Regions from separate parts of the Sus scrofa genome. Here region 2 is linked to region 1. A link is a contact called in public Hi-C data. All regions are on one chromosome and are shown on one strand. Each heading gives the region's core, a stretch centred on a gene start, on an enhancer-like site or on the middle of the called end of the contact. The rest is flanking DNA. Distances are from core to core; before and after follow the strand shown. Region 1 holds the start of SQSTM1 (sequestosome-1). Region 2 holds the start of LTC4S (leukotriene C4 synthase).

Region 1 (5,339 bases), core at 1,356-3,855:
GAGTAATAACTAATGCATCTACCTACGGAGCATCATCTGGGAGGGGTGACTCTGTTGTCCCACTCCAGCGCCATTTCAAAGGTGAGGAAAGTGAGAGGCTGGTCATTTGGCCAGACTCAGGCATGAAGCTTTCCCACTGGCAGAGTGTTCATGCTATGCCCTAGAGGGTGGGGAGGGGGTCAGTGGGCACCAGGGAGGTTCACGGAGCTCCCTGCAACCCTGGGAGGGGAATGAAGCAGATGTCGGAAGGAGGCCTTGGATCATGGGGACACCGTCTGATCACCAACTCCCTGCCACCCTGGCTTCTACTTGCTCTTTTGGCTCCTGAGTCCTGAAGAGACCCGTGCAACACCTCCCCACCTCGGCTGCCTGGCTGCCTGATGAGATGTTATCAATATGGGTAGCAGCAAGGGGCCCGGGGATCCCCTTGTTATGACAGCAGGTCATGGGATGCTGACTCACTGCTGGCCAGGCCACCTGACCACAAGCACAGGCGGAGAGGGCCCTGCCAGGGGGTTCCCCAGCTGCCGTCTTGTTTACCTTTATCAGGCCTAGAGGGAGGGCAGGGCTCAGCAGCGGGGTATGCTGGGAAGGCTAGAACTTTTGGCTCCCAAGGAGCAGGGGTCTCCCTGCTTCCCAGAGTCCCGTTTTCTTCCACCTCCTTTCTCCCTGAGCTTTCCATCGCTCCCTGCAAACCCACCACTGTCCCAAAACAGCTAAAAGGCAAGAGAGCAAAGGTGTTGCTGGTGGCAGCATCTGTCTCAGTTACTTATTTAGACAGAGACTGTGCCTGGAGACCTCCCTGAAACTGGAGGCTCCCCAGAGCCACGGGGCTTTCCTAGCACACCCCCATGCTTGCAGATGGGGACAATCAAGCTCTAGGATGCAGGATGCCAGGCTCTTGGCCTGCCTGGCCTGCCTAGGGCTGATTGGCTCCCAGGTTGCTGAGTCATATGGGGGCACCTGTGGGCTGTTGCAGCCTCTGCCCAGCACTGCCTGCTCTGTGTTCCTTAACCCTGTCTGTAGGGCAGTGGACAGGGAGGGTAAATTTCCCAGGCTCACAGCAAGAATGAAGGGAGAATCATGAGAGGGTGACTGTCCTCTTCACAGCCCTGCTTTGGGCAGGGGTTCAAAGCCTCACCTACTCTGAAACTCTCTGGGAGGAACAAGCCACATCTGTGGCTAGGTTCCTGCTGTGATTCCACAAGCAAGTCAGCAAACTAGCCAAACCCAATCTACCTTCCCCATGGTCTCTGGGTTTCCCATTCCCTTAAGGTTTTTTGTTTGTTTGTTTGTTTTTGTCTTTTTAGGACTGCACCTGAGGCATATGGAGATTCCCAAGCTAGGGGTCGAATCAGAGCCGTAGCCGCTGGCCTCCACCACAGCCGCAGCAACCCAGGATCTGAGGCTAGTCTGCAATTTACACCATAGCTCAGGGCAACACCAGATTGTTAACCCACTGAGCAAGGCCAGGGATCAAACCTGCGTCCTCATGATGCTAGTCAGATTTGTTTCCGCTGAGCCACGATGGGAACTCCCATCCCTTTAAGTTTTACTGACTTCCACAAACCCCACCATGAAAAAAGTGAGTGTGACTCAGCAGGTCTGACTTTCTACCTACAGAGCCCTACTTGGGAGGATTCATAGGGTGACATACCCGCCTGCTTACCTTCTTCTAAGGCACCTCCTCCCCCAACAACCCCCTTCCCCTAGGCACTTTGAACAGGTCACTTCGGTTACATAAAAGAGTGTTTCTTGGCTCCTGGGGGTGGGGTAGGGTGGGGGCTGTTGATGTAATCCCTGGGCTGCCCATGAGGCCAACAGACCTGAGATCTTTCAGGCCATTGGGCACCATTTGCTGAGCTGAACCTTGAGCTGACAAGTGGGGATGGATGGGGAGTACCGATGGGGAGTCCTTAGGGCTTCAGTGAACATTTGGTGGCCACTGAGGCTCCAGGAAGCCTTAGCAGACCCCCCAGCAAGGTGGGGATGGGAAGATCCTGTGCTCTTCTGGCATCTCTCAACCCTACCCCCTATTAAACTGGAAGCTCCTCTGGTGCTCAGGTTTGAGTTGAGTGTCTGTGCTTTAACCCAGTAAAGGGCCATTAGGGGGGATGCTGGGGGCGGCGTAGTGGGCTGCCACCTGAGAAACTGGTGGCAAGAGCGGGCCCTTGACAAGAGTGGCAAGGTCAAGACAGCGCCTCGGGAGCCAATTTGTTGTAGCTAGCAGTGTCAGCAGTGTCCCCTCTTCCTGGCTTCCAGCCTCTGTTGCCCACCTCCCTCCTGAGCTGTGCATCCCCGGTGGCCTGGGTTCCGTTTTGCTGAGTCACGGCCTGGTCAGGCCTGGGAGGGGTCTAGGGCGGGACCCTGGCCGGTCCCTTGCCCCAGGTATAGAGGTAGGCGCCAGACTTAGATGTCAGCGTGCGGGGCCGGCCTCTTGGTGTCCCTGGTGCACTTGGGGCGGTGAGGAGAGGGGTCGGGAATGAGGGGGCTCAACGGCGGGGAGAGGTAGCGAGGCTGGGGCTCCTGTAGGGCGGCTCTCGCGCGACGGCCGGGGTGGCTGGAGCCAGACCTCTGACACTCAGGCCCCGCCCCCAGGAAGCGATGAGGGGCGGGGCTTCACCCGCGTTCCCTACAAAGGCCGCGCGTCCCCTCCCGCTGCCGCCGCCGCCGCCGCTACCACCGCCGGGCTCTTCTCTTGCTCCCCAACTGGTGGTCATGGCGTCGCTCACCGTGAAGGCCTACCTTCTGGGCAAGGAGGATGCGGCCCGCGAGATTCGCCGCTTCAGCTTCTGTTTCAGCCCGGAGCCCGAGGCGGAAGCCGAGGCCGCGGCTGGCCCCGGACCTTGCGAGCGGCTGTTGAGCCGGGTGGCCGCCCTGTTCCCCGTGCTACGGCCCGGCGGCTTCCAGGCGCACTACCGCGGTGAGCAGGCCGGGCGCTCTCGGGGAGCGGTGCGGGGCCGTGACGCAGTGCTGCCCTGCCGGGCAGGGTCGCTGCTCCCTTCCTTCTCGTGGGGCTTGGGGCCGCCTGCGGGAGTTTGATCGCTCGTTGGGTGGGCGGTGGCCCGCGTGGGTTCCCATTTCGGCCTTGGGTGCCATTCTGGTAGCCAGGAGTGGTGACCACAGCCAGACCTGTGGGGTCAGGCGCTGCCAGTCCCCTAGCGGATCGGGCCCGGCGACGTAAGAGGCCTCCCCTCCCCCCACCATGATGGTGCAGATCTTGGGGAGGGCGCGCGGGGGCGTCCTCACGGCGGGCACGGGGTGGTTAGAGGGGCACTCGGGTTACACTGCCACTTGGCTACTGCCCAGCTGGGGCCCGCTAGCCCCAGATGGGGGGTTCGGATAGTAACCCGGAAGAGCCTGGGCGGGCAGATGAGGGGGAAGGGCTGGCTACGCAGAAAAGTGACGAGGGTAAATAAGCAGTGGGGAGCCCTCAGGGCTGCACAGTCTGGCCGGAGGTGGGGAGGAGAGACCATAGGTTGCCCAAGGCCAGGCGGGATCCAGACGTTATCCCGTTGGCAGCGGACAGAGGGACAAGGTGAAAACATTCTCGAGAAGTGTTGGTGTAGGGACAGAGCTCACGAGCCTGCCTAGTTTCTAGCTGAGCTGGCGTGACCGGTGGCTGCGCGGGGTGGAGTTGGGGGAGGTTGTTGTGACTGGGAGGGAGGCGGGCGGACCAGGCCCGCCGGTGGGTGGGGCCGTGCCGGGACCTCCCTCAGGACTGCTGCCAGCTCGCCAGCCCCTAGCTTTTTCAAAAAAATAACTTTGAGTTCCTGTTCACATACTGTAGTTTAAAGTGTTGAGTTTTTAGTATATTCACAGATTTGCGCAGCCATTATCACAATCATCTGGGAACATTTTCATCACTTTATACACCAACTCTGTTAGCTTCCTCCCATCCCCATCATCCTATCCTCCAATCCCCAAGCGACCCCTAATCTCTATGGATTCCCCTATTCTGGACATTTCATGTAAAAATATGTAGTCTTGTAACTGGCATCTCTTATTTACATACTATTTTCAAGGTTTACTTATGTTGTAGTATGTATCAGTACTTAATTCCTTTTTGTGGATGAATAATATTGTCTTATGGTCATGCCACATCTTGTTTAGCCATTCATTAGCTGATGGGTGTTTAGGTTGTTTCTGCCTTTTTTTTTTTTTTTTTTTTTTGTCTTTAGGGTCACACCGGAGGCATATGGAAGTTCCCAGGCTGAGGGTTGAATCAGAGCTGCAGCTGCCGGCCTACGCCACAGCCACAGCAACACCAGATCTGAGCTGTGTCTGCCACTTACACCACAGCTCATGGCAACGCCAGATCCTTAACCCACTGAGCGAGGCCAGGGATTGAACCCACATCCTCATGGATACTAGTCGGGTTTATTTCTGCTGAGCCACAACGGGAACTCCCTATTTCTGCTTTTTGACACAGTCCCTGATTTTATGGTAGATGTTGTGTTTGGTGGTCCATAGACCTGACCTGGCTTGCACATGTATTGTGTGGTTGGTTCTGTGTGGTGGTGCTTTAAATCATTTCAGCTGACATCTAAAAGTTGGAGGCTTCATACAAAGACATAATTTTAGCTTCGTTGGGGAGGAAGCAGGAAGATATATTCTACTTTCCTAAGCCACAAGAGGTCCAAGAATTTTGGAGGGGCTGGAACGCCAAGGAGCCAGTTGCAGATGGGGACCTCCCACAGTTGACAGGGTCTGGTTGGATGTAGATGGAGACAGCACCTTTCTGACAGAGCAGCTGGCCCAGAGGCAGAGTGGCAGGTGGCTGGGTGCTACCACTGCTGCCCACTGCACACAGGCACTCCACCTCCCAAGTGTGCCTGGGCCCAGCTTGGAGTGCTCACCTTCCAGGCAGTGGCAGGGTGAATGAGAAGTTCGGCCCCAGCCCTGCTTGCCCCTGGCTCACCCAGGTGGGCGTCAGTTTATAGCCCTGCACAGGCCCCTTTGGCACTGGCCTCAGTCCTTTCAGCAGCTTGTGTCCAACTGGGTGTTGATGCGCTGTCTTTTAAACATTCTAGATGAGGACGGGGACTTGGTTGCCTTTTCCAGTGACGAGGAACTGACGATGGCGATGTCGTATGTGAAGGATGACATCTTCCGTATTTACATTAAAGGTAAGGGGCTGCTCTGTGCTGAGTCAAACCAGCTTGAGGTCATGGAGAAGTTGCTCCAAAGAAGGGGTGAGGAGACTATGGGCCGTTTAAGGCAGGGCCGGGATCGTCTCTGAGGAAGGGTCCGTGTCCACCATGGTGGGGAGGTCAGAGGGTCTTTGGGTTCCCTCTTTATTGTGCCTGCGGGCCAGCTTTGGGGTTGATTTTAGTGCC
Region 2 (5,339 bases), core at 1,679-4,178, 38 kb before region 1:
CTCCCAGCCTACACCACAGACACAGCAACTCAGGATCTGAGCTGCATGTGCGACCTACACCACAGCTCATGGCAATGCCGGATCCTTAACCCACTGATGGAGGCCAGGGACAAACCCCCAACCTCATGGTTCCTAGCTGGGTTCATTAACTACTGAGCCACAATGGGAACTCCTATGGTTTCTTTTCAATGTAACATTTGGCTAGTCTTTCCACTCCCCAGAGGCCCTTGGTGAGCTCAGCTTCCAGGATGTTCTTCTGGGCCATAGGGGTTGTAGTACAGAGAGTCAGAGATCTGGACTGCAGGGGTTCAGGGAGGGGCTTTTTCACTTCCCTAGATGTTGGTGCCTCGGGGGCTGCCCTGGCGGGTGGAGGGCCTTAGGCTGGACCTCTGTCAGCCTGAGCAGGCCCAGCCCACGCAGGGCCTGAGAGGCTGAGCAGGTTCAGAGGGAGGGAGGTGCAGACCAAGGGACCTGAGGAGACCAGAGACCTCAGCCTCTGCCTGGACATCTGCCCAGGGACTTCCTCTGAAGTTGCTGATCTTAGGCCTCAGCTTCCTGTTGCCAGGGCAGAAGAGGACGAGGTGGGAAGAGAGGAGGTCTGGGCTCAGAGGAACTGAGAGCTTGGCAGAGAGGAGAGCCTACATGTGGGCAGAGAAGCACAAACACACAGCAGCCCCATGGGTGAGCAGCAACAGTCGCAAACACACTGGGATCACAGCACAGAAACACACAAAGCTCGTGCAAACACATGGGCATGTAGCCTGCCTGCTGGGCATGTGTCCCACCCTTCAGGTGGGTCTGGAAAGGAGACGAGCCCAGGGGGCTGTAGTCAGGGGGCTGAGTGGGCAGAGAGAGGGCTGGAGGATGCATCTGGCCTCTGCTCCCTGGTGCTCCTGTCTCTGTTTCTGAGCACCTGTCAATCATTCCCACATCACTGAGCATCTGCTGCTGCAATGGTAAGCCCAGGTCCACAGCAGGATGCAGACTTGGAGATCCAGCCCTACTCTTAGGAGCCCCCAGTGCCCCCAGATGTAAAACAGCTGGTACCCTGGGGGCAATGATGGACAAAAGGCATTCACTGGGCCTTGGCCAGGTGATGAGAGGGTAGAAAGGTACAGGGGGAGCCCAGGAGGCAAAAAAGCCCTCAGACTGCAACCCAGGCTTGGGGGCAGCAAGGAAAGAGGCTGGGTAGATAGCCAGGGCAGAGCTCCTGAGGTCACAAAACCCTGATGTATGGCGACTCTCCAGCATGACCAAGCAAGGGGCACCTGGGCATCATGGTGGCCCATCACCTGGTGCAGCAGCTCCCTCCCTCCCTGCATGGCCTGTACTTGCTTGTGGCCTCCCTGGCTCCTGCCTATGCCTGTGTATCTGTCTAGACTCTGCCACCGCTGACCAAAACAAAACCCACCTCGAACCAGCTTGAGCAAAAAGGAGAAGTGGCCATCTTTTTTTTTTTTTTTTTTTGTCTTTTTGCTATTTCTTGGGCCGCTCCGGCAGCATATGGAGGTTCCCAGGCTAGGGGTCGAATCGGAGCTGTAGCCACCGGCCTACGCCAGAGCCACAGCAACGAGGGATCCGAGCTGCGTCTGCAACCTACACCACAGCTCACGGCAACGCCGGACCCTTAACCCACTGAGCAAGGGCAGGGACCGAACCCGCAACCTCATGGTTCCTAGTCGGATTCGTTAACCACTGCGCCACGAAGGGAACTCCAAGAAGTGGCCATCTTACAAAATGGAAAGGCTAAACAACCAGGGCATTGTTCCAGGCAAGGTGGCCTCAGGGCTCAGACAAAAGCCAGCTCTCTCCTGAGTGCGGCCCTAAAAAGACAAAAAAAAAAAAAAAAAAAAAAGCCACCTCTCTCCTTGAAACCTAGCCCTGTGTTGGATCCATCCTCCTCAGGATGGTGAGCAGCCATAAGTGGTCCTTGGTAATCTCCCTCCCCATTCTGAGTCCTCTTCTAAGGAAGAGAACTCAGTTCCAAGGAAGTTTCCAGAACTGCATTTTACCATCTTGAGTCAGTACTTGGCTCACACAGTCAATTTTGGCTCACACGTCCATCCCACAGACCTGGGAGGGGCAGGAGGCAACTCTGCCCAGGCCACTGGATAGAGTGTGGGTAGGGTTAGGGACTCAGGAAGAAGGGATGCTGGCTAGATAGAAATGGCAGGAGACCGTTTCAGGGTCAGGGGCGCCAGAGACCATGGGTTTGGCCATCCCAAGTGGGCTGACCCACCCTGCCAGGCCAGCCAGGAGGCCTTTTGGGATGGCCCTTGTGCATGGAGCCCAGGGAGCTGTGAGGGGGCAGACATCAGGGCTCCTGAAAGGGAGCAAGGACTTGGCTGTGCCCAGTGTGGGCTGGGTGCTTGGATGCGCTGCAGAATTACATGTTACCAAACAACCAAAGTTGGGGAATGGGGACCAGATGAGTGGGTGTGTACAGGTGGGTGGGGAGTCAGGGCCAGGAACATGTGAGGAGCCTGTGACCTGTGGCCAGGTGAGAGATGGGGCAGGGCAGGGCTTGGAAGGTGGCACTAGGGGTCGGTTGAGGATGAGAGGAACTTGGTGATAGATGGGAAGTGGTGGCAATGGGTGACTCAAGTAGGAGCCGCTAGATTCCTGAGACCAGACCCAAGACAAAAGGAGGTCTGGAGGGCCAACTGGGACCTTCTGAGAATGCAGGGCCTGGGTGGACACTGGACACACCATGGCTGAAGTCCTGGCTGGATAACTTGAGTTCTGCCGGCACAAGGCTAGGCACAGAAGGGGCAAAATGACTGTGAGGAGGTGGCTGGGCTGTCCCCAGCTGGCTGTTCTCTCATCTGGCCCTGGTTGCTGTTTGCTCAGCCTGACCAGGCTCCCAGGCTCTCTCAGGCCATAGTCACGTCCCCACCCCCCCTCCACTGAGAAGGGGCGGGGAGAGCAGGCCACTCTTCCTGTCCTGGGCCCAGTCTCGGCCCAGCGGACTGAGGCTGATAAGAACTCTGTGGCCAGTCCTCTCACACACCAGCCTGGCCTGACAGAGCCATCGGCGCCATGAAGGACGAGGTGGCTCTTCTGGCCACTGTCACCCTCCTGGGAGTCCTGCTGCAAGGTGGGTTGGCTCCTGCTTGGGAGGTGGGTGGGCCTCAGACCCCTGCAATTTGCCTTCCACCCTCCAGGCGCTGGGGAGGTGCTGGAGGGCCCAGGCCTAGGTGAGGGGCGGAGGGAGGGCTCTAGCCCAGACTCCTGGCCCAAGCTCTTCTGGCCCCCATCAGAGGAAGCGATGCTCCAGGGCTTCCACTTCCCCTAGGTGGGAAGGGGGGAGGCCCCGGAGGGGTGTCTGCAGGGCAAACTGTGAAACCCTGGGCAGGGACCAAGCCTAAGAGGTGCCTGATCTAGGGGATGGGCAGCGAAATAGAAAAAGGCCCCTGAGGGACAACTGAGAGAGGCATGCGCGGTGCCTGGCTTGGGGTGGGGGTGGCCCCTCAACCAGCATAAGGACCTCAGAGGAGGGCAGCGGCTTTCAGGGAGCAGATGGGGCATCTAGCTGTGCTGCGCGGTAGGGCCTGAGCAGGAGGGCAGGGTGCCAGGATGAATGCATGTTCTCATGGTGGGTATGGAAGCGGGTCAGTCATGTGCCTGTGCAGCCCTCCTCCAGCTGATCTCTGCCCTCTTCTGCTGTCCCCTCTCTGAGTGTCCCAGTGGGAGGGCCCCATCCCCCGGCCCTGCCTTCAAGAAGGCACCCTTTCCATGCTGGATAAGGTTGAAATCTGCTCTTCAGCTCCCAAAAATGCCTGCTTGGTGCCCTTCTCAGATTGGCTCTAGCCAAGCCATTCCCGGGATGGATATTCCAGCTTCTTGGGACATCACTGCCTCACACTGTAACAGCGAGAACAAGGCACAGCCTGGGGCAGAGGTCCTGGGGGGACTGAACAGACAGCCTGACTTGCTCTCCAGCCATACCAGTGACTTTGGCCCTCAGCCCCTCCTCATTTAGACACCAGGTTGCCCTCCAGATCCTACAATGTGCTGGCACAGCTGCCCTTGGTACCCAAGTGCACTCAGCATGGGATATGTCTGCAGGGGGCCTGGCACCAAGGGTACCAGGACCACAGGACTTGCAGGAAGACACTGGAGTCACTGTGTGTGTGGTGGACTCCTGGCCTGAGGCCAAGGGAAGGGCTCCTATACACGCAGACCTCCCAGGACAAGCCCACTCTCTGTACCCACCTGTGTTGGGATGGAGAGGGGCAGAGCCCTGGTGGCCTGGGGTTGGACTAGAAAAGTCCCAGCTGCAGCCACGTGGGAGCAGAGGAGAGGATGTCTGTCAGATTTAGGCAGGGTCCAGAGAGCCTGAGCAGAGCAGCTGAGGTGGGAACCTCAATTGGACCAAGAGCAACCCAGGCTTGCTGGGGAGGTCTGTGGACTCTGTGGGTGGAGGGGCAAGGACAGTTGGCCACAGGGTGTGTGCTCCCCTGCACGTGCAAGGATGCGGCCGGCTCTGCCTCAGGGGATACCCCATCCAGGGACCTGGGCCTAGAGAGTGGGAGTTGGGCATTTGCCTGTGTTTTGCAAGTCAAATGATTCAGGAGCAAAGTCCTCCTGTGGGCAGGTGTCCCATGACATGTCATCCTCCTGCCCCTACACTCACTGGGTGGGACAGGACCTCTCAGAGCCCCAGGCCCGCACCCTCCCCTCCCCACTGAGTGTCACAGGGGCCGGAACTCCCCTTCGTCAGGCTTTATAGGGGGAGTCCTGACGAGAAGAGCGAGGAGAATGATGAAGAAAATATGCGTGGCCAGAGTGGACGCGGGGGCCGAGGGAGGCTGCGGGCGTCGCGGTGCCATTTCTGACTCCTGCAATATCTCCGCCCCCAGCCTACTTCTCCCTGCAGGTGATTTCGGCGCGCAGGGCCTTCCGCGTGTCGCCGCCGCTCACCACCGGCCCGCCGGAGTTCGAGCGTGTCTACCGAGCCCAGTGAGGCGCGGTGGGAGGGCGCGGGGTGGGGAGCGATGCTGCCCGGAGGCCCCAGGTAGGCGCCCTCATGCCGCCCTGCCCCCACCGCAGAGTAAACTGCAGCGAGTACTTCCCTCTGCTCCTCGCCACGCTCTGGGTCGCCGGCATCTACTTTCACGAAGGTCTGGGCACAGAACAAGGGTGCACGCCCTGGAACCCCGGGGGTCCCTGTCATTGGGCTCACCCCACCCCGCCCGCCCCTCTCTCAGGTGCAGCGGCACTGTGTGGCCTCATCTACCTGTACGCACGCTTCCGCTACTTTCAGGGCTACGCCCGCTCTGCGCAGCAAAGGTGAGAACCCGGGCGAGGCTCCCGGGAAGTCCGGCGGGAGGCTTGTA

The links. A called contact is a pair of places that touch in the nucleus more often than the background predicts.
Region 2: a contact with region 1 is called in a Hi-C map of liver, with 2.7 times the contacts expected there. The contact joins the promoter of LTC4S here to the promoter of SQSTM1 in region 1. A contact is called at or near these places in 1 of 5 promoter capture datasets (liver), 7 of 47 Hi-C or Micro-C datasets (epiblast stem cells, heart right ventricle, liver and 1 more) and 2 of 2 datasets of contacts at active chromatin or transcription factors (alveolar macrophages and skeletal muscle).

What each region holds. Positions count from the first base shown.
Region 1 is chr2:78,761,264-78,766,602 of Sscrofa11.1, reverse strand. It overlaps SQSTM1 (sequestosome-1), which reads left to right and starts at 2,605. Exons shown (of 8, transcript XM_003123639.4): 1 at 2,605-2,923; 2 at 5,034-5,129. The coding sequence starts at 2,605.
Region 2 is chr2:78,799,870-78,805,208 of Sscrofa11.1, reverse strand. LTC4S (leukotriene C4 synthase) reads left to right here and starts at 2,928. Exons shown (of 5, transcript XM_003123645.5): 1 at 2,928-3,097; 2 at 4,863-4,962; 3 at 5,053-5,123; 4 at 5,211-5,292. The coding sequence starts at 3,040. It also overlaps LOC106507308.